3 separate regions of the Mus musculus genome follow, and regions 2 and 3 are each linked to region 1. The links are chromatin contacts, called in public HiChIP or PLAC-seq and promoter capture Hi-C maps. All regions are on one chromosome and are shown on one strand. Each heading gives the region's core, a stretch centred on a gene start, on an enhancer-like site or on the middle of the called end of the contact. The rest is flanking DNA. Distances are from core to core; before and after follow the strand shown.

Evidence for each region. Promoter capture Hi-C pulls out the DNA fragments that hold promoters and counts their contacts. HiChIP or PLAC-seq counts read pairs in DNA pulled down with a chosen protein or histone mark.
Region 2: a contact with region 1 is called in an H3K4me3 HiChIP or PLAC-seq map of embryonic stem cells, with 13 read pairs. The contact joins the promoter of Fem1a here to the promoter of Safb in region 1. A contact is called at or near these places in 13 of 39 promoter capture datasets (the 3T3-L1 cell line, the C10 cell line, the HPC-7 cell line and 9 more), 1 of 15 datasets of contacts at CTCF or cohesin (the NIH/3T3 cell line), 5 of 484 Hi-C or Micro-C datasets (CD4 T cells, bone marrow-derived macrophages, cardiomyocytes and 1 more), 17 of 115 datasets of contacts at active chromatin or transcription factors (astrocytes, bone marrow-derived dendritic cells, bone marrow-derived macrophages and 13 more) and 2 of 9 other capture datasets (adipose tissue and liver).
Region 3: a contact with region 1 is called in a promoter capture Hi-C map of embryonic stem cells. The contact joins the promoter of Acsbg3 here to the promoter of Safb in region 1. A contact is called at or near these places in 2 of 39 promoter capture datasets (embryonic stem cells and liver).

The regions. Positions count from the first base shown.
Region 1 is chr17:56,582,573-56,587,369 of GRCm38.p6, forward strand. It overlaps Safb (scaffold attachment factor B), which reads left to right and starts at 2,410. Exons shown (of 21, transcript NM_001163300.1): 1 at 2,410-2,778. The coding sequence starts at 2,590. Safb2 (scaffold attachment factor B2) reads right to left here and starts at 2,013. Exons shown (of 21, transcript NM_001029979.3): 1 at 1,702-2,013; 2 at 412-499. The coding sequence starts at 1,872.
Region 2 is chr17:56,254,849-56,259,645 of GRCm38.p6, forward strand. Fem1a (fem 1 homolog a) reads left to right here and starts at 1,945. Exons shown (of 1, transcript NM_010192.4): 1 at 1,945-4,797. The coding sequence starts at 2,061. The coding sequence ends at 4,025.
Region 3 is chr17:56,873,567-56,878,363 of GRCm38.p6, forward strand. Acsbg3 (acyl-CoA synthetase bubblegum family member 3) reads left to right here and starts at 1,918. Exons shown (of 14, transcript NM_030141.2): 1 at 1,918-2,114; 2 at 2,522-2,830; 3 at 3,797-4,023. The coding sequence starts at 2,695. It overlaps Acsbg2 (acyl-CoA synthetase bubblegum family member 2), which reads right to left and starts at 881. Exons shown (of 15, transcript NM_001039114.1): 1 at 631-881.

The sequences.
Region 1 (4,797 bases), core at 1,160-3,659:
TGGTCCTCACAGGTCAGCAGCCCAGCCAAATCACTATGTAGACAGATGGATCAGCGGTTAAGAAAGAGCACTAACTGCTGTCATACAGGATGGGCTTCAGCTCCCAGGAATCACATGGAGACTGGTAACCATTCCTGACTCCAGTTCTAAGGGGTCCAAGACCTGCTTCTGACCTCTGTGGGCACCAAACACATGTGCATTCACATGCAGGCAAGCGCGCACACAAACACACACACACACACACACACACACAAAATAAACCTTAAGACAAAAACAAAACCTAAGGTGGACACAATGTGACACTATGGCTGTCCCACACACATGCACATCTAAGTATGCATATTACACATACACAGAGCAGAGCAGACACCCATTCCCCAGGCCCAGCGTCAAGCACAGGCAGTTAAGTACCTTTGGTGTTTCTCTTTACAGCCCTCTTGCTCACAGCTCCCCAGCTGATTCCAACCTCCTCAGGTTCTTGTCCTTCCTCCTTAAATGCCTGATGGGAAAGAGTATGAAGTTTTAAATAAAGTTATCTTTTAGGAGGGGTTGACACAAAGTGTTCTTTAAGAAGCAACTTTGCAGTTGCAAGTGTTCACAATCTAGCTTAAGACCACATTTAGCAGCCAGCTCCCCTTCCCTGCTCAAGACCCAAAACCTAGAGAAAGGGAAGCTGAAAGCTTGGGTTGCAGAGTCACTGTCAGCAGGTTGTGGTCATACATGACCTGGCAGCTTGTAGCCCTAGATGTAATCCCCAACCCAAGACAAAAAAATAGAATAAAATCCAAGTATTAACCCCAAATCAGGGTTGGTGACCGCTCATCTTGTGTGCTCTTTCATCAAACACAGGGATGATGGTAGGAAACCTGTCCTTGATTCAGGCAGGGCAAAGAGCTGAATGGGGCGCTCAAAAGGCCTCCCATAACAAAGCAAACCTTTAATTCCAGCATTTTGGAAGTGAAAAGGGGGGGCAGGAGACCAAGAGCTGAAGTCTAGTCTGGGTTTCACAGCAAGTCCAAGGCCACACTGGGCCACAGTAGCTCTCCAAAAAAAGTTTTGCGTGGGAGGGGAGGCGCTGATTTTTGATAAGGAAAAACAACATAGACCGAAGAAGAAAGCGCTGGCCAATTTTCCCTCAAAGTATTCTGGCGCCTTCTACTTGCAGCCAATCAGGAGTCCCTAACCCTCAAGGACCCTGTTCCACAGAGGCAAGCTTGTGTCAAGCGCTGAAGGGCAGTAGACAAGACTTCTTGTCTAGGGGGAGGAAAGTGACATCTTACGCTGACTCGAGATGACAACTAGGCTCCAAGACCAGGGAAGCGCGAGGGGACCGGACCTGGGAGCGAACATGGTCTGTGCAGAGACACTGGGCACCGCCAACAGTGGGGTTGACTGATAGATTCCCCAGAAGAGTAAAACTAGGGTGGCGGAAAAGACAGCTGCAGGTGCAAGGTCATCATGGAGACGTGCCCAGAGCCACCCGATTACTCAACAAGGCCCGGCTTCCTGCAAATCCCGGGGCAAGTGGGAGGCGAGACACAGAGAGGGGCAGCGACTAGTAAAGGTCACACAGCCTCGGCTGCTTCGGTAACTGACAGCACAGACCGAAGTCGGGGGGGGGGGCTCGGGGTGGGAAGGCCGGCCCGAGTCTGCGCGGGCAGTTACGTGCCCGGGTCCACGGCGCCACTCGGGTTCCCTCACCTTCCTCAGCCGCTCCATCAGCACGCTCTTGTTGCCTCCCGTATCCAGGTTCCGCTTTTTCAGCTCCGCCCTCAGGTCGATCACCCGCAGGTCGCTGAGCCGCCGCGTCCCACTCTCCGAGGCGCCCGGACCAAAGGCGGGGTCGCCCGACCCGGTCCCGGGTTCCGCCATCCTCGCTTCCGCGACTTCCCAACTCGCTCCGGAACCCCCTCCACTCGCTGGCACCAGCTGTGGCGGCTCGGAGGTAGTACAAAATGGCGCTGCCGAAGAGGAAAACGCACTCGCTTCCTCCCGCCTCCCTTTGCGGCTGCGCAGGCGCACAGCTCTGACGCACCTCCTAGGTCGCACGCCAAAGCAGTCTCGAGCCTCGCGGGTACAAGTGCACATGCGCAACCGGTCGTAAGCCCCCCCTCCCCCCCCCCCCCCCGGCCCCGTCGCCACCCTCTTTTTAATGCGCACGCGCACCGCCTCGCTACGCTCACTGACCCCCGTTTGCCTCTCGCAGCGTTGCCCGGCTGCGCACGCCACCGCTCTACGGCCAGCGCTCCGACAGTGATGCGCAGGCGCACGACCTGTAGCACGCATGCGTCTTGGTCCGCGGCCAAGCGCGAGCCGGCGAGGCGCGCCTACGTCGTCTCTGCCGCCGCGCACACTGCGCTTGGGTAAAGGCGTCTGAGAGCGTAGGGCTCGCGCCGGCGGCGCCTGCGCAGTGTCGAGGTGCGCCTCCGGGGAGGCTGAAGCGGTTCCCTCTCAGGCGGCGCCATTTTGTGGTAAGAGGGCCGAGATTCAAAAAAATAATAATAATAACAAATCAAAAAAAAAACACACTCACGCAAACCCACTGACCCGGTTCTGTGTGAAGTGGGCGACGGAACCAGGGTCCCTGGAATGGCGGAGACTCTGTCGGGTTTAGGAGACGCGAGTGCGGCGGGCGCGGCGGCCGTGAGCTCCGCGGCGTCAGAGACCGGGACGCGGCGGCTCAGCGACCTGCGGGTGATCGACCTGCGGGCGGAGCTGAAGAAGCGGAACCTCGACTCGAGCGGCAACAAGAGCGTGCTGATGGAGCGGCTGAAGAAGGTGAGGTTCGCGGGGGGGAACCCCATGGTCGCCATGGCGACACCCACCGCCGGGCCCGGAGTGGCCCGTTGGCCTTCGCGCTGGGCGCTAATACTGGGGCTCCGCGGGCGCCGGGTGCAAGGATTCGAATCTCGACGCCCCCAGCGATGCGACCAGAGGGAAATAACACCACGAACGGGTTCGGGGGATCGATGACACCGCGTTCCCTGTACTGCTTAGTCCCAACCCCAAAGGGGGATGAAGGGGACTCGGCCAAGGTCATCCAGTGGGGTCAGCTTGTGGCGGGATTCGATCCCAAGTCCCTTTTCGGCCCCCGAGGCAGAACAGGTGGTTTTTGTTTCTTTTCTTTTCTTTTAATCTGGGAAGACACAGTGACGTTGGGGGCAGGGGTGGTGGAGATGAAACATGAGAAACTCTCAGAGTTCGCAGACAGCCGGAGGATGTAGGTAGCCCAGGGAGACAAAAAACAAAAACAAAGCGGAAAAATAAATTGTTTCTAATTCTTTGCTAGAACTAAGCTAGGGGAAGATACGAGATGGAAGGAAAGAACGTTTTTTTCTGTTGATAAAGGTAAGTCAGATGTGAGTTCAAGGCCAACCTGGGCTGTAGAGGAGTTCCAAACCAACCTGAATATTAGAGTTCAGGGCTAGCTAAGCCTTTTTCAAAGTATAAAGTAGGTCCAAGAGCTACTCATTTGGTAGTGTGCTACTCATTTGGTATTGTGCTTACCTTGCATGCACAAAACCCTAAGTTTTATCCCAAATACTTCCTAAGGCCGGGAGTGGTGGAGGCAGAAGGATCCTAAGTTTGAGGCCATCTTGGGATGCGTGAAAGCCTTTCTGTAAAACATAGTAGGTTTTTGTTTTGTCTCTTTTTTTTTTTAAAAAAAAAGGGGTTGGACACATAGATCAGAGGTAACATGCTTGCCCAATATTGCAGAGGCCCTTGGAACCATCTGCCACACAACTGCTATAACACTCCATTCTGTGTGGTCAGGTGGGAGTCGGAGGATTTAGTTCCAGCCTCAAACTGAGCCCCCTGAGAAAGAGGCTCATTTCTATTGCCTTCCTTTGTGGCCTAGATTCTCTGTCAGGAAGACCTTTAACCTCTTCTGAGTGTCCTCAGATCAAGGCAGTAGTAGCTTGCCTTCAGGGTAGGGTAGGCATTGCTTGGCTTGCAGTCTAGTCCAGGTAAACAAGCTCAGTCTCCACAGGGCCCCCTTTTGGCTTTTGTAGTTGTTTACTCCACCTTAGAAAGCAGACTTTGTTTGTGTTACACCTTGAAAAGCTGTCCCCTCTAGCTTTCAGACATTGTCATCTGCCCAGTCATCCCTTGCACAAGGAACTGGAGATTTAACCCTCCTAGATCCATCCAAAGTCAGTCACCAGTTGCTGTTGAGAGAAGACACTGTGACAAGCAGAGAGGGCAGCAGTGTGAAGGCCTGAGCTCTGTGCCCAGCACCAACAGTAAAGGTCAGGTGGGGTGCCAGCCGCAATCCCAGTGCTCACAGACACAGGACGATCCCTGAGGCTCACTGCCTGACTAGTCCAGTCAAGTCTGTAAGACAAGGTGGATGGTACCTAAGAGAAAGCTGAGGTTGTCTTCTGGCCTCTCATGTACTGTGAACATGTACAGCATATAACATTACTTGCTTGTGAGATGAGGTGTGGAAGTTAGAGGCCAGGGCAGGCACACTACCTACTGAACGTCAGGCACTCTTTTCAGTTGGTTTGGTTTGGTGGCTTTTTGGGGGTTTTGTTTGTTTGTTTTTGGGTTTTTTTTGGTTTGTTGGTTGTGTCATCGTCGTGTCCCCCCCCTCCCCCCCACAGGGTTTCTCTATGTAGCCCTGGCTGTCCTGGAACTCACTCTGTAGACCAGGCTGGCCTTGAACTCAGAAATCCGTCTGCCTCTTTAATCCCTGCTGGGATTAAAAGCATGCGCCATCACTGCCCAGCTTGTTGTTTGTTTTTTAAGGACACTACATCTCTATTGGAATGGGCAAGAAGCTCCCTACACTGG
Region 2 (4,797 bases), core at 695-3,194, 330 kb before region 1:
TTGTCTGAGTCTCTTGCATGGCTAGTGCGTGCCAGAGGCTCAGCTGTGGCTCTACATGAGAGTTGCTGGTCAGGGGTTCCGAGGTGGCTTATGGCTATTCACACGCAGTGGGGTGCCAGGGGCAAGCAGCCTGTGCAAGACAAGCAAATGTCAGAAGCTGAAGAGGAGCTATGCAGAGCAGAGACAGGCTGAGGTATGGATAGACACAAGGTGCAGACAGGAGCTGGAGTGGCCACCAGCACAGCCCCCCCCCCCCCCAGTCTCCTTGGAGCTGACTCACTGCAGGCCTGAGGGAGTACAGAAAGACAAATCATATTGAAAACAAAGAAAAACAACTAGTGAGGTGGTTAGGCAAGCAAAGGTGCTTGCTGCCAAATCTGATGACCTGAGTTTGAGCCCCAGGACGCACACACGGTGGAAGAGGATGACTCCCAAGGGTTGTCCTCAGATCTCTGTGCCTGTGCTGCGGTGTGTGTGTGCACACACAATAATACAAATTTAAACTACATTTATTTTTCTTATTCTCTGTGTGTGTCCATGTGCTACAGAACATGTATGGATGTCAGAGGACAGCCCTTGGGAATCAGTTTTCATCTTCCATCACGAGGGTCCCGGGAATTGACATCAACCGGAGCTACATGAAATCCTACCTCAAACTGATCTTTAAAAAGACCTTGAGGAACTGGAGCAGTGGTTCAGCTGTGACTCTCAACCATAGGGATGCGCACACCACCAGTAACTCCAGCGGCAAAGATCCCGACGCCCTCTGCTGGCCTTGGCGGATGGAGGGAAAGCATGTGGCCTTTAAATTTTTTATTTATTTAATTTTATTTTATGTGCATTAGTGTAAGATCCCTTGAACTGGAATTACAGACCAGTTGGGAGCTACCATGTGGGTGCTGGGAATTGAACCAGAGTCCTTTGGATAAGTAGTCAGTGCTCTTGACCACTGAGCCATCTCTCTAGCCCCGCATGTGGCTCCTTAAAAAAAGAAGAAAGAAAGAAAAAGAAAAGCTAACGTGAAAATCGAGACTGCCTAACATTTCTGCAAATAGCTAAAGGCGAGTTGGGGTGCGCTGCCAGCTCAAGATCTTACACTCGGCGCGCGCCCCCTGCTGGTCAGCAAGCCTTTCGTAGAAGCCCTTCGCCTTCCACCTCGCTCCGGATTGGCTGGGAGTTGCCTTTGTTGCCCGCTGGGAAATGTAGTCCGCAAAGGAGGCGGAGGCCCATTCATTTCCTGCCTGCGCGACCTCGAAAACCGGAAGTACAGCACCACGCTACCCTGGGTCGTCCGCAAGGGCCGCCGAGCCTTGCCCGATACGAAGGGAGGCTTTTTATTTACATTTCGTCTCGCGGGTGCCCCACGGCGCTGTGGGAAGCGAATTCCTTTTTCCCCCACTTCATGTTTTCCTGTGGATTCTGACATGAATGACAGAATGCACATTATCACCTGGCCAAGCTGCTCAGAGCCCCTCAAAACATGGTGTATTTCCATGATGGGAACTGTAGTCTTTCAATGGTACCTCGCCCAGTATTCTTCGAGCTAAAGCTCGGACTTCTTGCCCTGTCTAGAGTCTGTGTCAGTGACAGTAACCGGAAGTATGTCATCAAATACTCAGGGTCACATACAACTTTATAGACTTGCATGGTAGGAATTGAAAACTGAGACCCTTTTGAGAGACGTCCTTTTGGGAACTGAGTGAGAACATGCTGCCGGCAATCTCCGCCTTAGAGTCAATACCAGGAAGTATGTCACCACATTTCCCAAGGATCGCACTAACCATTGGCCTTGCTTGGCGGAAATTGCCGTCCTGTCACCGGTTCCCCCCTATCCCTTTCGGGAAATGTAGTTTTTTCGCTTTTCTGATTCCAGTATCATTCGGCGGGCGATCGCTCATAGGACTCCATTTCCCAGCATGCCTGTGCACACTCTGTCCTCGCCCCTTCGCGGCGGCCATTTTATTCCTCCCGGAGACCCGCTAAGATGACAGCCCGGGAGAAGGTGAAGGTTGTCTCTGGCGACCGGCGGCCCGGCTAGATCCAGCAGCGAGGCTTCCAGCATGGATCTGCACACAGCGGTGTACAATGCGGCGCACGACGGCAAGCTGCCGCTGCTGCAGAAGCTGCTGGCCGGCCGTGGGCGTGAGGAGCTGGAGGAGCTGCTGGGTGAGGTGGCCGGCGGTGGCACGCCACTGCTAATCGCAGCGCGCCGTGGACACCTAGACGTGGTGGAGTATCTGGTGGACCACTGCGGCGCCAGCGTGGAGGCGAGCGGCTCCGTGCACTTCGATGGCGAGACCATCGAGGGCGCGCCGCCGCTCTGGGCAGCGTCGGCCGCGGGTCACCTGGCCGTGGTGCGTAGCCTTCTGCGCCGAGGCGCCTCGGTCAACCGCACCACGCGCACCAACTCCACGCCGCTGCGCGCCGCCTGCTTCGACGGCCACCTGGACGTGGTACGCTACCTGGTGGGCGAGCACAAGGCGGACCTGGAGGTGGCCAATCGCCACGGCCACACGTGCCTTATGATCTCCTGCTACAAGGGCCACCGCGAGATCGCGCGCTACCTGCTGGAGCGCGGCGCACAGGTGAACCGGCGCAGCGCCAAGGGCAACACCGCCCTGCACGACTGTGCAGAATCTGGCAGCCTGGAGATCCTACAGCTGCTGCTGGGCTGCCACGCGCGCATGGAGCGCGACGGCTATGGCATGACCCCGCTGCTGGCCGCCAGCGTCACCGGGCACACCAACATCGTGGAGTACCTCATCCAGGAACAGCCGGGCCACGAGCAGCTCTCAGGGACAGAGCTTCCCGGGGAAGGCTCCTCCCAGGTGGCAGGAAACCACTGCTCCACCCCAGAAGAAGCAGAACCGTATGAGAGCTGCTGCCCTACCAGCCGGGAAGCAGCTGTGGAAGCTTTGGAGCTGCTGGGTGCCACCTACGTGGATAAGAAAAGGGATCTGCTTGGAGCCCTGAAGCACTGGAGAAGGGCGATGGAACTCCGTCACCAGGGTGGAGGCTACCTCCCTAAGCCGGAGCCCCAGCAACTGGTTCTGGCCTATGACTATTCCAGGGAGGTGACTACACCCCAAGAGTTGGAAGCCCTCATTACAGATCCTGATGAAATGCGGATGCAGGCGCTGCTGATACGGGAGAGAATCTTGGGCCCCTCACATCCTGACACTTCATACTACATACGGTACCGGGGTGCTGTCTATGCGGACTCCGGGAATTTCGAGCGCTGTATCCGTCTGTGGAAGTATGCCTTGGACATGCAACAAAACAACTTGGAGCCCCTGAGCCCCATGACCGCCAGCAGCTTCCTGTCGTTTGCAGAGCTCTTCTCCTACGTGCTGCAGGACCGCTCGGCCAAGGGCAACCTGGGCATGCAGCTTGGCTTTGCCGACCTCATGGGTGTGCTCAGCAAAGGGGTTCGGGAAGTGGAGCGGGCTCTGCAGTTGCCCAAGGAACCGGGTGACTCCGCACAGTTCACCAAAGCCATTGCCATCATCCTCCACCTTCTGTACCTATTGGAGAAGGTGGAGTGCACCCCCAGCCAGGAACACCTCAAGCACCAGACAGTCTACCGCCTGCTCAAGTGTGCCCCTCGCGGTAAAAACGGCTTCACCCCACTACACATGGCGGTGGACAAGGAGACCACCAACGTGGGCCGGTATCGTGTGGGCGTCTTCCCATCGCTGCAGGTGGTCAAGGTGCTGTTGGACTGCGGAGCAGACCCTGACAGCAGGGATTTCGACAACAACACCCCACTGCACATCGCTGCCCAGAATAATTGCCCGGCCATCATGGATGCTCTCATCGAAGCTGGGGCCCACATGGACGCCACCAATGCCTTCAAAAAGACTGCCTACGAGCTGCTGGACTCGAAGCTGTTGGCTAAGAGCACCGTGCAGCCTTTCAATTATGTGACACTGCAGTGCCTAGCTGCCCGTGCCCTGGACAGGAACAAGGTCCCTTATAAGGGCTTCATCCCAGAGGAGCTGGAGGCCTTCATCCAGTTGCATTGAGCCTAGCCCAGCTGTTGGTGCCCACTTGGGCCTTACTCCTCCAAGCAGAAGCATCCAGGCCCTATGGCCTGCTGGAGTGAACCCAGCTGCTGATTCTAGAAGCCTTCAGGGTCACATGGTAGGAAGACGGTCTTTTTTTCTGTGGAAGTGCAAAAACAAAAACCCGGATGCCTGAGCCTCCCCAGTGGCATGCTTCTGTCTGGGTCTGGAGGCCTCTGCACTGTCCTAGAGTCCTGCAGTGAGCAAAGCTGTCTCCTTCCTGTGGTGGGCACTGACCACCTAGATGTTTGCATTTGGTTTTTCCTTTTCTAAGCAGATGGGCAGCAGCCTGGAGCCCATGTTGTGAGGGTTTTTCTGTCTGTTTTCACTGGTTTCTGTTTGTTGGACTTAGTAATGACTGAGTTGAGAGTTGCCAGTATTTTGCAGTGGCCACAGCTGAGAACAGCATGAACTGTGTGTGCAGATCTGTGACCAAGATCCTGGGAAGCCTCCTCAGTTCTGTGCTGATTAGAGAGAGGACTATCTCCCAAGAAAGCCCAGAGCCAGTTGCAAGAGCCACAGCCAGGCAGACACTGGTGCCTTCTGTCCCGCCCTCTGGATGGACAGACAGTTCCCAACCTTGGGACACAGCTGGAACTGCCAGGCAGATGGTGACCAGGCCACCTGGCCACCAGGTTCACATCTGTGCCACACTTGTCACACTGTCACCTTCATCGCTGAGGACCTGACCCCTCTTTTGTTGAGGAGTCCCCGGTATCCCAATAACTTCTGG
Region 3 (4,797 bases), core at 668-3,167, 290 kb after region 1:
CCTATCACAAAACAAAACAAAACAAAACAAAACAAAACAAAACAAAACTTAAGGGCTTGGAAGATGGCTCCATTAGTAAGGGCATGCACAGCACAAGAACCTGCCTTTGAATCACCAGCACATGTAAAAATCCCAAGTGTGGTGGTGTGCATCCGTATCCCTAGCTCTGGAGAGACGGAGGCAGGGGGATTGCTGGAGCTCATGGACAGCCATCTGACCCACTCAGCAAGCTCCTGGTTCTGTGGGAGATAGTGCCTCAAAGGGAGCAGCCCAAGTTGGCCACAAATACACAAAATGGACTTCAGACATCCCTTGCATGCGGCAGACACGGTAGGACCCTACAGACACCCAAAACAATGCACATTGCCACAGTGCCACGGGGTCTCTGTCTGTTGTTTGACACTGAGTACGGCAGGTGCTGGTGCTGCAGGTGGGCTCGTCCACGTTCAGCTTTTATGGTGTTCAGCTACAGGTTCTAGAGCCTAAGTCCTCACCTTTAGTGCAGGAGTATAGGGAGCTTAAGGCAGTCTTGCCTTCTTAGGGAAAAACTAAACTCTGGCCTTCCCTAAATGTGGGCTCCGTTCTGTCACGGTCACGTGCCCCACGCAGAGATCCTCTCAGGAACCTTACCAACTTTCACAAGGTGGCCAGGTGTCACAGATGGAGACATCTGGTCAGCAAGGTAGTTCTCCTTCCACAGAGTTGGTCAGTGGTGGGTGGTCCCAGAAGCGTGTGTGTGTGTGTGTGTGTGTGTGTGTGTGTGTGTGTGTGTATGTGTGTGTGTGTGTTGTCCCCTTCTTGCTCTGGTCACCCCTCAGTCTAGCCAGGGTGATGGTGGTAGATGGGTTCCCACCCAACACAACTCCATAATTCAGGCTTCTGGAACCTTCTGCTCAGGACACCCCTTATGACATCACTGGCCGTCCTCCCCTGCACCCAGCCTCAGGAGAAAAGTACTCCCTGGGGAAGGGGATTGTAAGCTTCCTTCACCCATCATTCCCTCATTCATTCATTCCTTCCTTCATTCATGCATATAATCTTCAGCCACTCACCAGTGTACTTACTCATCTATTCATTCATTCATTCATTCATTCATTCATTCAGATATCTGTATGTGCTTGAACAGTTTTTCCAGCTCCAGTGTTGAGCACTGTGCATTACATTCGATAGAAATAGAAATGAAACCAGACAGGGCCATTCAAGAACCTATGGGGAGTCTCAAAACCAAAAAAAAACAAAAAAACAAAAAAACTACCATAAAGGGTCTGGCACTGTAGCCCAGTGGGTAGTGCTCAAATAGCATGTGCAAGGTCTGGGATTCCAAGCATCACATGAATGGCATGGCACATGCCTGTCAAACCAACACTGGGGATGGTGGAGGCAGGAGGACCAAGGTCATCCTTGGCTACACAGGGAGTTAAAATGTAGCCCAGGCCATATGCACATGCATTTACACTGTGAAACCGTCATCACCATCCAGTTCTAGAGCCTTCGGTCTCCCCAGTCTGAAGCTCTGCCCCAATTCAGTGCTCACTCCCCTCCTTTCCCAGGTCTGCACCACCCACTTCCTGTCTCTGTGACTTGCTCTGGGGCCTGCAAGTGCGACCCTGGGGTATGTGCCCTCGTCTGGCGTATTTCACTGGACAGGGTCATCATCGTTCCTCCACGTTGGCATGGGCATCTTTTCAGGATGTCCTCTCAGCCTGGAGTGTCCACACCCTTGCTCCCTCCTCTGTCAGTGACCATGAGCTAAGAAGCGTGGCTACTGTGTGGATATGGCTGTGTGACAGACCTGAGTCTCTTATTTCAATGGTTTCTGGTGTATGACCAGAAGGGGACCTTGGGTCATGTTGCCATCGTGGCCCTGGCTTACGGAACACAGTGATGTCACAACAACTGCCTTGAAATGTAGAAGGGAATGTTCTGGAGGATGTCCAGTCTGGGGGGCTGCGTGTCCTTCTGTGGCTACAGTGGGAGGTGGTGACAGAGCTGGACAAGAGTCACCACTGTCGTACCAGTTGATAAAGTGGCAGCCTGTGGTGGGGAGAGAGGGCTGAGGACAACAACATCTGCCCCAGCCTCTCAGGAAACGCCGGTGCCACTAGGCACAGAAGGTCCTGGAAACTCTATTCTTTTCTCCTCCTTTCCTCTCCCTTCTTTTCTACTCCCCTCTCCAGAGTCCCATGTAGCCCAGGCTACCCTTGAGTTCACACAGCACTCAACCACTGGAGAACATGAGTTCAGTCCTCTCTCCCACAAAAAAAGCTGGGTGCAGCAGCATACACCTATAACAGGAGACCCCTACTGCTCACTGGCAGTCAGCTTAGTCAATAGGCAAGCTATGGGCTCGGGAAGGGAGAGGTGTGGATGGTCACTGCCAGACAGGCCTCAATGGAAGGAACATAGCTGAGGAAGAAGAGATTTGCTGACGACCTCTGTCTAGCTTCCACAGGTCTGCATACACGCCACACACAAGGAATGTCCCCCACTAACACCCAGCTTGTTTTATTTCTTTTGCCAGCATCCACTCCTGCTCCCTTATCCTGGTCTGTGAGGTTCCTGTCTTTCTCTGGCCAATTCCACCACCATCCACCCCGCCCTTTGAGGAAGCAGACACCCCACTGTGGACACCTGGTCCTCTGCCCTCTGTAACTGTGTGCGTGAACATCTTTGTGCTGGGTCTGTGTCGTGGGAATGACTGACCCTAAGGAATCAGATAACCTTCAGACCTCCAGGAGGATCCTGAAAACCAAAACCATCTTGAAGAACAAAATTCACAGTGCAATATCGAAGAAGGCACAAGCAGATAACTTTGAGATACTGACCCCAGGTGGGAGCCCTGCCCCCCACCCCGTGCAGGGAGAGGGTGGGGGTGGCAGCAGGGTCCTCTTGTCAGCCCAGGCACACTTCTGGGATCAGTAGTAGAGCAGCACTGGTCTACTGGGGTAGGTGGTCAGTGGCCGTTGAAGTCCTGTGGAGAGGGCTTAAGTAACCGGGGGAAGGAGTAAGGGTGATACCTATGGCCATGTGACCTTTGCCAGGGCGATCATGTGACCAACCATCAAGGCCTTGTCCATTTGGGAACAGTAACCCTGACTCCATGTTCTCCTTTCTGTGGGTCAGGGAGCAGTGAACAGCACTCCTGTCCTTTGTCCCAGTCTTTTGGAGTGACCTTTGACCTCCATCCACCTGAGGTGGTGGAGGGTGGAGGGTGGGGGACTGTTGCTGTAAATCTCTCCAACCCAAATATGCCCCAGCAATGAAAACACAACACCATTAATATGAAGACATGCTGTATGCCTAGATTGGGCAGATCTACCGCTACACTACCGTCTTCCACATCTATGAGACCCCTTAGAACTCGAGGTATCTCCAGGCCATGTGCTTCTGCTCTGCTTTTCTTCTTCTTCCTCCTCCTCTGCATCCTCTCCCTCTTCCATTTTCTCCTTCTCTCTCTCCCACCTTCAATTCCACCTTCCCTTTTATCTGCCCAATCATCAGCTCTCCTTTATTTTACAAATTAAGGCGGGAAGCAAGTTTACTGGAAATCACCTGAGTGCTGACTCATTCCTTGTTCACGGCCTCTCACAGGAGAACGGAATTGACATCAAATATAATTAGCCCCAGGGCTATCCACAACAGGGGACAGTGACAATGACTCCCTGTTCTTCCTCCGATCTTCGTGGGGGAAGTGACTTCTGACCTTCTGCCCTGTTCTGGGGAGAGTGGTTCTCTGTCCTCCCGAGGACCTCATCTCTCGTCCCAACAAATGGAGTGACCTCTGACCCCGCCACAGGTTCCAGCTACTGGACATCTAAGCGAGAAGGCCAGGTGCAGCTGCGCATGGGCAAGGACCCACTAGATAACGAGCCTCCGGTCACAGTTCCCGACTTGATCATGAGCGCGGCCACTAAGTACTCACACTACCTGGCGATCGGTTCCAAGTACAAGAAAAGCTGGCAACTGCTCACCTACATCGAGTACTACGAGGCCTGCCGGCGTGCTGCCAAGGCCTTCCTCAAGGTACGGCTCCTGTGCAAGCAAGTCCACAGGTGACACATCCCTCTCCTGCGCATTCTTGCCCCTCTAGCACCGCTGTGTGTTATGGGCGGAGCTCACTTGCGGTTTGCGCTCCACTTCAGGTTGCTCATTCCCACTAGGAGTGTCATGCCACCATTAGTCACGTGTGAATTGTTTGTCACTCTGTGTCTCGTCTCAGTTTCCTCAAGTACAAGATTTCATTTTGCATATCAAATGTGCATTAATGTGTGTGTAATTAGACATGGATAATAGTTTTGTTTCTGTGTTACACATATTTTGTGTCTTTAATCTTTTTGTTTGTTTGTTTGGTTTTGGTTTTTTTTCAAGACAGGGTTTCTCTGTGTAGCCCTGGCTGTCCTGGAACTCACTCTGTAAACCAGGCTGGCCTCGAACTCAGAAATCCACCTGCCTCTGTCTCCCAAGTGCTGGGATTAAAGGCGTGCGCCACCACTGCCCAGCTGTGTCTTTAATCTTGTATGTGCATTTATACAGAGCTGTATCAGGTATACCCACTGTTGTATATATATCCATATACATATTAAAATCTAGAGTGTGCATATACGTAAATATGAAAGCTTTCACACATATGTGTTGCATGTATAATGTATGCTTTCCTATATGCAACATATACAAATAGGGGCTGAATGTGGCACAGTGGTTAGAGCACTGGCTGCTCTTACAGAGGACCAGGGTTCAATTCCCTAAAACCACATTGTGGCTGACAACCATCTGTAATGAGATTCGATGCCCTCTTCC